Regions from separate parts of the Sus scrofa genome. Here regions 1 and 2 are each linked to region 3. A link is a contact called in public HiChIP or PLAC-seq and promoter capture Hi-C data. All regions are on one chromosome and are shown on one strand. The core of a region is the stretch at or near the end of the contact, and the rest is flanking DNA. Distances in the headings are between cores, read along the strand shown. Region 1 overlaps LOC110256997 (a long non-coding RNA gene). Region 2 overlaps TANC1 (protein TANC1). Region 3 holds the start of TANC1 (protein TANC1).

Region 1 (2,700 bases), core at 5-2,504, 64 kb after region 3:
GAGACGACATACTAATCAACAGTCCAACACCATCAAACTCTTCTGGCAGATATAATAAAACCCTTTTTACAATGACTGATGATGTTTTTGGATCCTTCTGAAGTTTGATTTTTTTTTTTAAAAAGGCAAGTTTCTCCACAGAGTCAGAAGGATATAAACTGGGCTGCCAGAGCTGAGCCATCTTTGCTCCACAACAAGCAGGGCTCCCGGCAGACATGTGCTTGGGGAGAAAGCAGACGCTCCCTTTGATCTGTTAAAGTCTCTCCAGAAATACACGAGGGCTGATACCTTGTGTGCAGTCTCAGAGCAGAAACTCAAAGTTTTTGGATGATCCAAAGAAAGCAGCTCCTTCCAAAAAGAAAGCAAGTTTTAAAGAGGCATGCATTGGGCACATTGTTGACAAAGTTCAAATTCTCCACCTCATTGCACAACCTTCCATTTAGTTTTCTGGTAGAGGCGAAAGTTTAAAACAGTGGTGAGTCGTCTGTGGTCAGGAGCCTGCCTCGCTTCAACAAGCATCAGGAAATGTACTCCATGTTGCTATTTCTCAAATATGTACAAACATCAGTGCTAAATTTTTCATCACATGTCTAATAATAATATCATTAGAATTATAAAAAGAATATTAAAAATCATACTAACAATCAGCATATATTACATTTTACTCTGTGCCAGGCACGGTATCAAGTGTCGATGTGCCTATCTTGGAGTTGGTATTATTATTAGCCCCATTTTATAGATGAGGACACCGAGGTTGAGAAAAATAATTTGCCCAAAGTTACGGAGTTATTTATTTAGCTTGGTAGATCTAGTATTTGAATCCAGGCAGTGTAAATCCAGAGCCTGAGAGCTTAACCTCTGATAAAAGCTAACATTATGGAGCATGCCCACCGTGTGCTAGGCAGCACTGTTCTGTGCTATTATTATCACTTTGCAGATAAGGAAATAAAGTGGTAAAAAACTTGCCCAAGGTGACACTGCTATCAAGGGTGGAGGTCAGATTTAAACCCTGTCACTCTGATCCTAGACTTTGAGCACTTAATGTCTAAGTTTGTTCTACTGGTTAGAATATACATATTTCTTATAGGAGTTAATACAAGTATTTTCATTTTGAACTCTGAAAAGATGGGATCCGAATTGCCTGGCCTTAATCGGTTATTCTAAGGAAATGGCTGCCCTTCATTGCTTAGGTAGTCTCAGGATTATTTTGCAGCCAGCTGGATGGTTGGATTTTTTTGCTGGTTTATACTACCCTCTAGTGGTTCATAGAAAATTCTGATGATACGGCAATTTGATGACAAAGAAATAGAATGAGGTCTGTTAAGAGGATTCCTTTGAAACATAAATGTAAGTCATGAACATGAATTGATAGTATTTGTACTTTCAGTATTTTCTGACTAAGAAAAATACGTAAAGACAAAAAGCTACTATGAATTAAGTACCTCTTTATGTGGATATATTTTTATTAATGTCAAGAGTATAGATATACATGCAGATAAGATATGCATGCATACGTGTGTGTATATGTGTGTGTTTGTGTGTATGCATCATCCTGTTTCCAATGTATAGTTATATGTACCTATATGTTCACATAGATACATATATACATAAATGTGTGTGATTTATTAATAATTTACAAGTCTTAGCTATAGACAATGTTTGGAGTACACTGATGTCTTTGAAAGCCTCACGACAGCTCTTGAGCTATCATTTCAACCCAATCACAAGCAAGGGGTTCTGAATTAACACAAAATCTTAGATTAACCAGAATATTCTCCAGCCAGGTATAGGGTCTCCTTCCCTGGTGGTCTGTTTAAGAGGAAATCCTGCTACATGAGTACATCACAGCCTTACTCAAGCCTCTCTTATCCCCCAGTCTCCAACTCTGGGTGACCTTAGGAGGTGGAAGGGCAGTGGGAACAATCTTTCCTTGGTACACATAAAAGATACACCATTTAAAGAGAATTTTAAAACAATACAACCAACTTCAAAATGGCCTGCTTTTTATTATCACCATTAGCTGGCTATTTTATTTTATTTTATTTTATTTTATTTTATTTTGCTTTTTAGGGCTGCACCTGTGGCCTATGGAGGTTCCCAGACTAGGGGTCTAATTGGAGCTACAGCTGCCAGGCTATATACCACAGCCACAACAATGCCAGATCCGAGCTGTGTCTGCGACATAAACCACAGCTCACGGCAATGCCGGATCCTTAACCCACTGAGCGAGGCCATGGTGGAACCCACAACCTCATGGTTCCTAGTAGGATTTGTTTCTGCTGTGCCATGACGGGAACTCCCCAGCTGGCAATTTTAAACACTGAGAATGATAACATAATTCTAAAATTTTTTTTTGGTCTAAATTCTAAACAACTACTTTGATTTCTTTTCGTTTTAATCACACATACACATTTGCAATGAACACATTTGTGTTACTTATCCTCTCATAAACATTGTGTTCTTTATTATAGAAGTTAATCTGGAGAATTTCCAGTTATGCAGTTGGCCTATGACACAGGCCGACTAAGCTACCAGCTTTTTTTCAAGAGTAAGTTCATGATAAATTGGAATCATTAAGCCTCAATTTGGGTATAGCTGACCCACATATTCCTGAGTCAAACTGTAGATTTGAAAGAATCAGTGATAACACAGTGATTATAAAGATAAACAAAATTCAATAACTTTAATTCTGTCATTCTC
Region 2 (2,700 bases), core at 189-2,688, 46 kb before region 3:
TTGCTCAGCTGGTTAAGGATCCAATGACGCCACAAGCTGCGGCAGAGGTCACGGATATGGCCTGGATCTGGCATTGCTGTGGCTGTGTCCAACAGCTCCAGCTCCAATTTAACCCCTAGGCCCTTAGGCCAGGGAACTTCCGTATGCCACAGGTGTGGCTCTAAAAAGCAAAAACTTTTAAAAAAATAAAAAATAAAGGAGTTCCCGTCGGGACTCAGTGGTTAACGAATCCAACTAGGAACCATGAGCTTTCGGGTTCGATCCCTGGCCTTGCTCAGTGGGTTAGGGATCCGGCGTTGCCGTGAGCTGTGGTATAGGCTGCAGACGCAGCTTGGATCCCGAGTTGCTGTGGCTCTGGAGTAGGCCGGTGGCTACAGCTCCAACGGGACCCCTAGCCTGGGAACCTCCATATGCCGCGGGAGCAGCCCAAGAAATGGCAAAAAGACCAAAAATAAAATTAAAATTAAAAAAAATAAAAAATAAAAAAAAGAATAAGGCATTTAAAATCCTCAACACGGTGGTTTGCATATGATGATACATGTCACAAATGCTGATGGCTGCTATGAAAATAAGGTTCACAGCCTTGAATTTCTTTGGTAAGCCTTTCTAAAGGAAAGTCCTATTACTTTAATACTTTAAAGTCTTATTAAATCAGCACTGTTAAGTCAAAGGAGCCCCCAAATGAAACAATAAATTATGAAGCTCTACATGAAAGAATATAAGCCTTTCAAATTGACTAGGTTTGTTTTGTTTTGAATTAGACCTTCGGTGAATTCTTGGCAGCATGTGGGAGGAAATCATGAGTGCTATAAAGACTCATTGGCTCAGCACCCATTTACTCAAAATTGCTATGTCAAAGTTGCAGCTGGAGAAGCAAAGACCAGCAAGACTCTGCCTCTGGGTCCAAACCATGGCAAGTGATACATGTCCCAGGGGTGGATAAATGAAAGGCTATCCTTTGAAGGGTCTGGATAAGCGAAAGGTTATCCTGAAACCTCCAGGAAAAAAAAGGTCTCAAACTAGTAGGTCACAGATACTCTGCCTGGCCCACCTGCTTTGTTGTAGTTTCTGAGTTAGGTTGCCAGCACTCCAAAATTAAGAGGTCATCCATAAACATAAATGTTCCAGCTTCTCTTAGACACTTGGGCGTGCCAGCAGCCTTGAGCCCCCATTCCCACAGTGGAGGGTTGAGTCTGTGACAACCCTCCACTACTCCCTAATTAACCCCAACATGGGGGTGGGGGGGGCAGGGGCTGAGGATCAGCCCTCACCATCAGCTCACTCCCTCGATGGCCTGGGATCCCACTTGTCTTTGCCCACTCCACCTGAGAATAATCCAGCAGCTTCCTAAGAGCTTGGGCCCTGGAGCTGACTCCTGAGCTGGCACCTCTCTGGTCGGCCACAAACCAGCCATGTCATTATCTTAGGCAAGTAATTCATCTCTGCGTTTCCTATCTGCAAACCCGGGGTATTAATAGTATTTGCCTCAAAGGGCTGGTGTGAGGGGAAATGCGTCGTTACCTGCCAAGAGCCTCATACATAGCAACTGCTCTATAAATATTAGATGTTATTACTCTCTGGCCCCTGAGGGCGTGTCAGTTGCAAACTTGTGTCCTAGAGCTTTAGTATTCTAAAGTTACCTACTCAATTATTTTATGATCCACAAGAAAATGGCATATGGTGAAAGCTATTCAGATAGAACAAGAATTATGGGACCCACAGACACAAAGGACAAATACACGATTTCACATATACGAGGTACCCGAAAGAGGCAAAGTCACAGAGACAGCAAGGAGAATAGAAGTTAGAGAGACAGGGGGAAGTGGAGAACAGGCAGTTGGTGTTTAAAGGGTACAGAGTTTCTCATGGGAAAGATAAAAAAGACCTGGAGATGGGTGAGTGAAGACTGGGCAACACTGAATGTACTTAATGCCACTGAACGAAAATTGTTAAAATGTAAATTTTGTTATGTATACTTTAGCACAACTTCTTTTTCCTTTTTTTGTCTTTTTGCCATTTCTTGGGCCACTCCCGCAGCATATGGAGGTTCCCAGGCTAGGGGTTGAATTGGAGCTGTAGCCACCGGCCTATGCCAGAGCCATAGCAACACCAAATCCGAGCCGCATCTGTGACCTACACCACAGCTCACAGCAACGCCAGATCCTTAACCCACTGAGCAAGGGCAGGGATCGAACCCGCAACCTCATGGTTCCTAGTTGGATTCGTTAAACACTGAGCCACGACGGGAACTCCTAGAACAATTTCTTTAAAAAAGAAATGAATTTCTAGAACTGACAAAATTCGGCCCACTGCTGTTTGCTAGAATAAAGTTGCTAATGATACCAAAGACCCCAAATATACTATAAGTTCACATTCTCAAAAGCCAACTACTGCATTTCCCACAATGGTTTAGGAAAAACCGAATTAACTGTTTTAACAGCTGTGCAGCACAAACAACAGTGGGCCTTCTTCTCAATCTGGAGGCCTCGTGGGGATGCATCTGCAGCAAATGCAGTTAGGAGGCCGGTGGGATAGGCTTTGAATACCTGTCTACAGCAGTCGGGCTGTTCTTCCTTCATTATAAAATGCTCCACATGGACACCTCATTCTCTCTTTTCTCTCAAAAATATACAAAATGGGAAGCTTCCTGCCAATACCTGCAAACTTCTGTCCTAGAGCTTTGAACTGTGGGATGCCGGG
Region 3 (2,700 bases), core at 183-2,682:
CCCATCCCACGGGAAGATTCAGCTTCCTTTATCTTGCAACCTTCCCAGACTTCGATTCTTCTAGGGTCAAGTTCAAGATGAAGGTGCCCTCCTAACCTCCCCGAGTTTATTCCAGCAAGGAAGGGCGCTACCGAGACGAGTACCATCCCTCGAGGCACCGGGATCTGGGGCTGCCAAGGGTGGGCTGGAGGGAGTTGGTACGGGAAAGACTGTCACGGAGCCGGGTGACCTCCGAACCCCCGGGCGCAGCGCCGTATTTCTACCTGGCCACCGCCGCATTTCCTCCCGGAGCCTCACACAATAAGTGAAGTAAGTTTTGAGAACGCCGGTCTAGCGACGTCTCTGTCGGCAAACACCGCACACAATGCCTTAGGGCTTCCTTCCTCGCCAGCCGTTCCGGAAAGCTCCAGCGCCAAAGCCGGGAGCCCCTCACACCCACAACGTGGCGCGCCCGCACCCCAAAGTCCTGCAGGAAGAACTTGCCCCCGATATATGTTTCCCAAAAGAAGTAAGCACGCTTCACTCTCCAAGAACGGGAGGGTACATAACCTTAATACAATTCCAACTCTCCTTCAATCTCTAATCCTAATTCACCTACCCCTTCCCCCAAAAAACGTGGATATACTCATCGCAATGTTCTTGGAAGCGAAGCAATACTTTCAACTCTGCTGGGGTTTAAGTTCACGCGTCAACTTCGCGACCCGCGCTCACCTACACTCCCGGGGCGCCCTGGACCCCACGGTGGCAGGCGCACCTCTCCCCCGCCTCTCCTGCCCCAGGTACCAGGCGCAGCCAGGCCCTTGCCAAGCCCAGAGGCTACAGAGGAGGCGGGAAGGGGGGCGCGGAGACGCGCCGGGCGGGGGTGATCCCGAAACTCGAGCGTGCCGCCGCGCGTTCCCAGTGCCCCCGAACCCCAGCTCCACCCGGGGCCCGCTCGGTCCGTCGCAGTGGGGAAGCTAAAAGAAGGCACCGATTCTCCAGAGACGCCAGGACCAAGGCCCGGAGCGCCCAACATGTCCGTGCCTATCCCCGGAAAGCTCCCGGGTGTGCCCAGCGAAGGGGGGCAGGGAGGCTCCAGAAACTTTCCCACATGCCTTTCCACTCTCCCCATCACCCTCTCCTCTTCCCGGGACCCCCAGCTCCCCTCTGCACTGCAGCAGCTGGTCCTGCCCCGGACGCGCGGAGCCCGGCGGCGGCGCCAGAGCGGCGGGAGTTACCTGCAGGGAAAGTTTCCAGCTCCTCCGCGCTGCTCCCCACCCCCAGGGCCGGGCCTCGGGGCGCGGCCAGCTCTGCGCTCCGCGGCTACCTCTCCTCCGACTCCCAAGGCGGCCGCTGCTCCCGCAGCTGCCACAGCTAAGGCTGCGCTCCCGCCCGTCCCCCCTCCTCGCACAGCCCACAGCCGGGCCTCATTGGCAGCGCGAATCCCCGCCCTTGCGCGTGTTCCCGAAGGCACCTTCCTCTCGCGCGCCCGCCCGGGCCGCGCCTCCCGCGCCCCTCCCAGCCCTGGGCTGCGGCAGCTCCTGGGACCCGCTGGGGTGCGGTGCGCGAACTTTCTATAGGGTCCCCCCACCCCCGACCTTCCCCCAGTGGGGCTAGGCCCCCGATGCTTCGCTTAGGCCCCTCCAGGATTGGATCAAGATGGGTGATAATCTTTTTTTCAACCTCTACAAATCAGTGAAGTGGCCCGGCCTCCCCCCTCCTTGCTGCTTTTTGAAAGCAGCGGAGGAGGACATATGGGAGCAATTAACCAAGCTGAAATTTTGGTGGATGCTTTAGGGTGACTTGTGTGGCTTTCTTGAATTTTCTCTGCCTCACTTAACTACACACCACACACACGTGCGCGCGCGCGCTCAAACATTCACTTTCTGGAGCAAGATTGAGTTCAGGCAGATGGAAGGTGTAAGGGGCATCTCGCCTGCTGTGTCTTTTTCTTTCCCAAATGCGAATTAGGGACTTTCAGGAGCCCGTGATTGCCTCCTGCGCCCCTGGGACCAGGTCCCAGAGCCTCCAATCGCTCTGGGGTGGCCCTGTGTTGTTCTGTGCTGTATTTACGCAGGGCCAACATCGTGCTTGTATCGGCGGGAGGAGGGAGGTATGGAGGTAGGAGAAACACAAAGATGCTATTATTGTTTCGGTTGGCAGCAGTAAATTAAATTACCAAGTTTCTAAAATGTATTGTTATACCCTAGCAGAGGAAAACCAGGATAGGGCCCAAAGATTCTGGAGTCCCCCCAAGATCCCAGGCAAGCAATTCAGGCTGGGGGGCTCGGCCCAGTCCACACCCGAAGCCCTTTAAATCAGCCTTGGTCACGGAGGGATCAGCTAAGACTGTTGCTGCCTTGCATGGCCTGTGGGAATCGTGCACCGGTCACCCAGATAATGTGTCTGGAGCAGGGAATACAGAAGTTGCTATAAATGGATTTATTGGCAACCCCTAACCTTATGTGGCAAACCCGCCTTTAAAGACAACTGTGTTTTAATCAAGTTCCCCCATAAAAACTTCAACCTCACGCAGAGCTTCCCAATATAAAGATTCCTAGTAAGAGGAGAGTCCATATGTAAAGTTCCTGTGAAAAGGGACAGGAAGTAAAATGACATACAATCTCTTTACATAAATAAAAGATGACTGAAATTTGCTGGCTTTTTCACCCACAGTTTTAAAGGCTTGATTATTACTGTCCTGATATTTGAACAGTAAAC

What was found. Promoter capture Hi-C pulls out the DNA fragments that hold promoters and counts their contacts. HiChIP or PLAC-seq counts read pairs in DNA pulled down with a chosen protein or histone mark.
Region 1: a contact with region 3 is called in a promoter capture Hi-C map of liver, with 7 times the contacts expected there. The contact joins the enhancer-like site here to the promoter of TANC1 in region 3. A contact is called at or near these places in 1 of 5 promoter capture datasets (liver) and 8 of 47 Hi-C or Micro-C datasets (alveolar macrophages, embryonic fibroblasts, fetal heart ventricle and 3 more).
Region 2: an H3K27ac HiChIP or PLAC-seq map of skeletal muscle shows a contact between it and region 3. The contact joins the enhancer-like site here to the promoter of TANC1 in region 3. A contact is called at or near these places in 6 of 47 Hi-C or Micro-C datasets (embryonic fibroblasts, fetal heart ventricle, fetal skeletal muscle and 3 more) and 1 of 2 datasets of contacts at active chromatin or transcription factors (skeletal muscle).

What each region holds. Positions count from the first base shown.
Region 1 is chr15:65,854,900-65,857,599 of Sscrofa11.1, reverse strand. LOC110256997 (a long non-coding RNA gene) reads right to left here. Exons shown (of 3, transcript XR_002339107.1): 3 at 1-348. Among named protein-coding and RNA genes, the nearest start is that of DAPL1, 60 kb to the right of the region's middle. Within about 2 kb of position 1,254, at least 12 of the 83 cell types and tissues checked have an H3K27ac peak or open chromatin away from gene starts, as enhancers often do. A contact at or near this core is called in embryonic fibroblasts and liver, where this site is marked.
Region 2 is chr15:65,964,974-65,967,673 of Sscrofa11.1, reverse strand. The region is part of intron 1 of TANC1 (protein TANC1); the gene reads right to left. Among named protein-coding and RNA genes, the nearest start is that of TANC1, 46 kb to the right of the region's middle. Within about 2 kb of position 1,438, at least 6 of the 83 cell types and tissues checked have an H3K27ac peak or open chromatin away from gene starts, as enhancers often do. A contact at or near this core is called in skeletal muscle, where this site is marked.
Region 3 is chr15:65,918,900-65,921,599 of Sscrofa11.1, reverse strand. TANC1 (protein TANC1) reads right to left here and starts at 1,432. Exons shown (of 26, transcript XM_021074763.1): 1 at 1,218-1,432.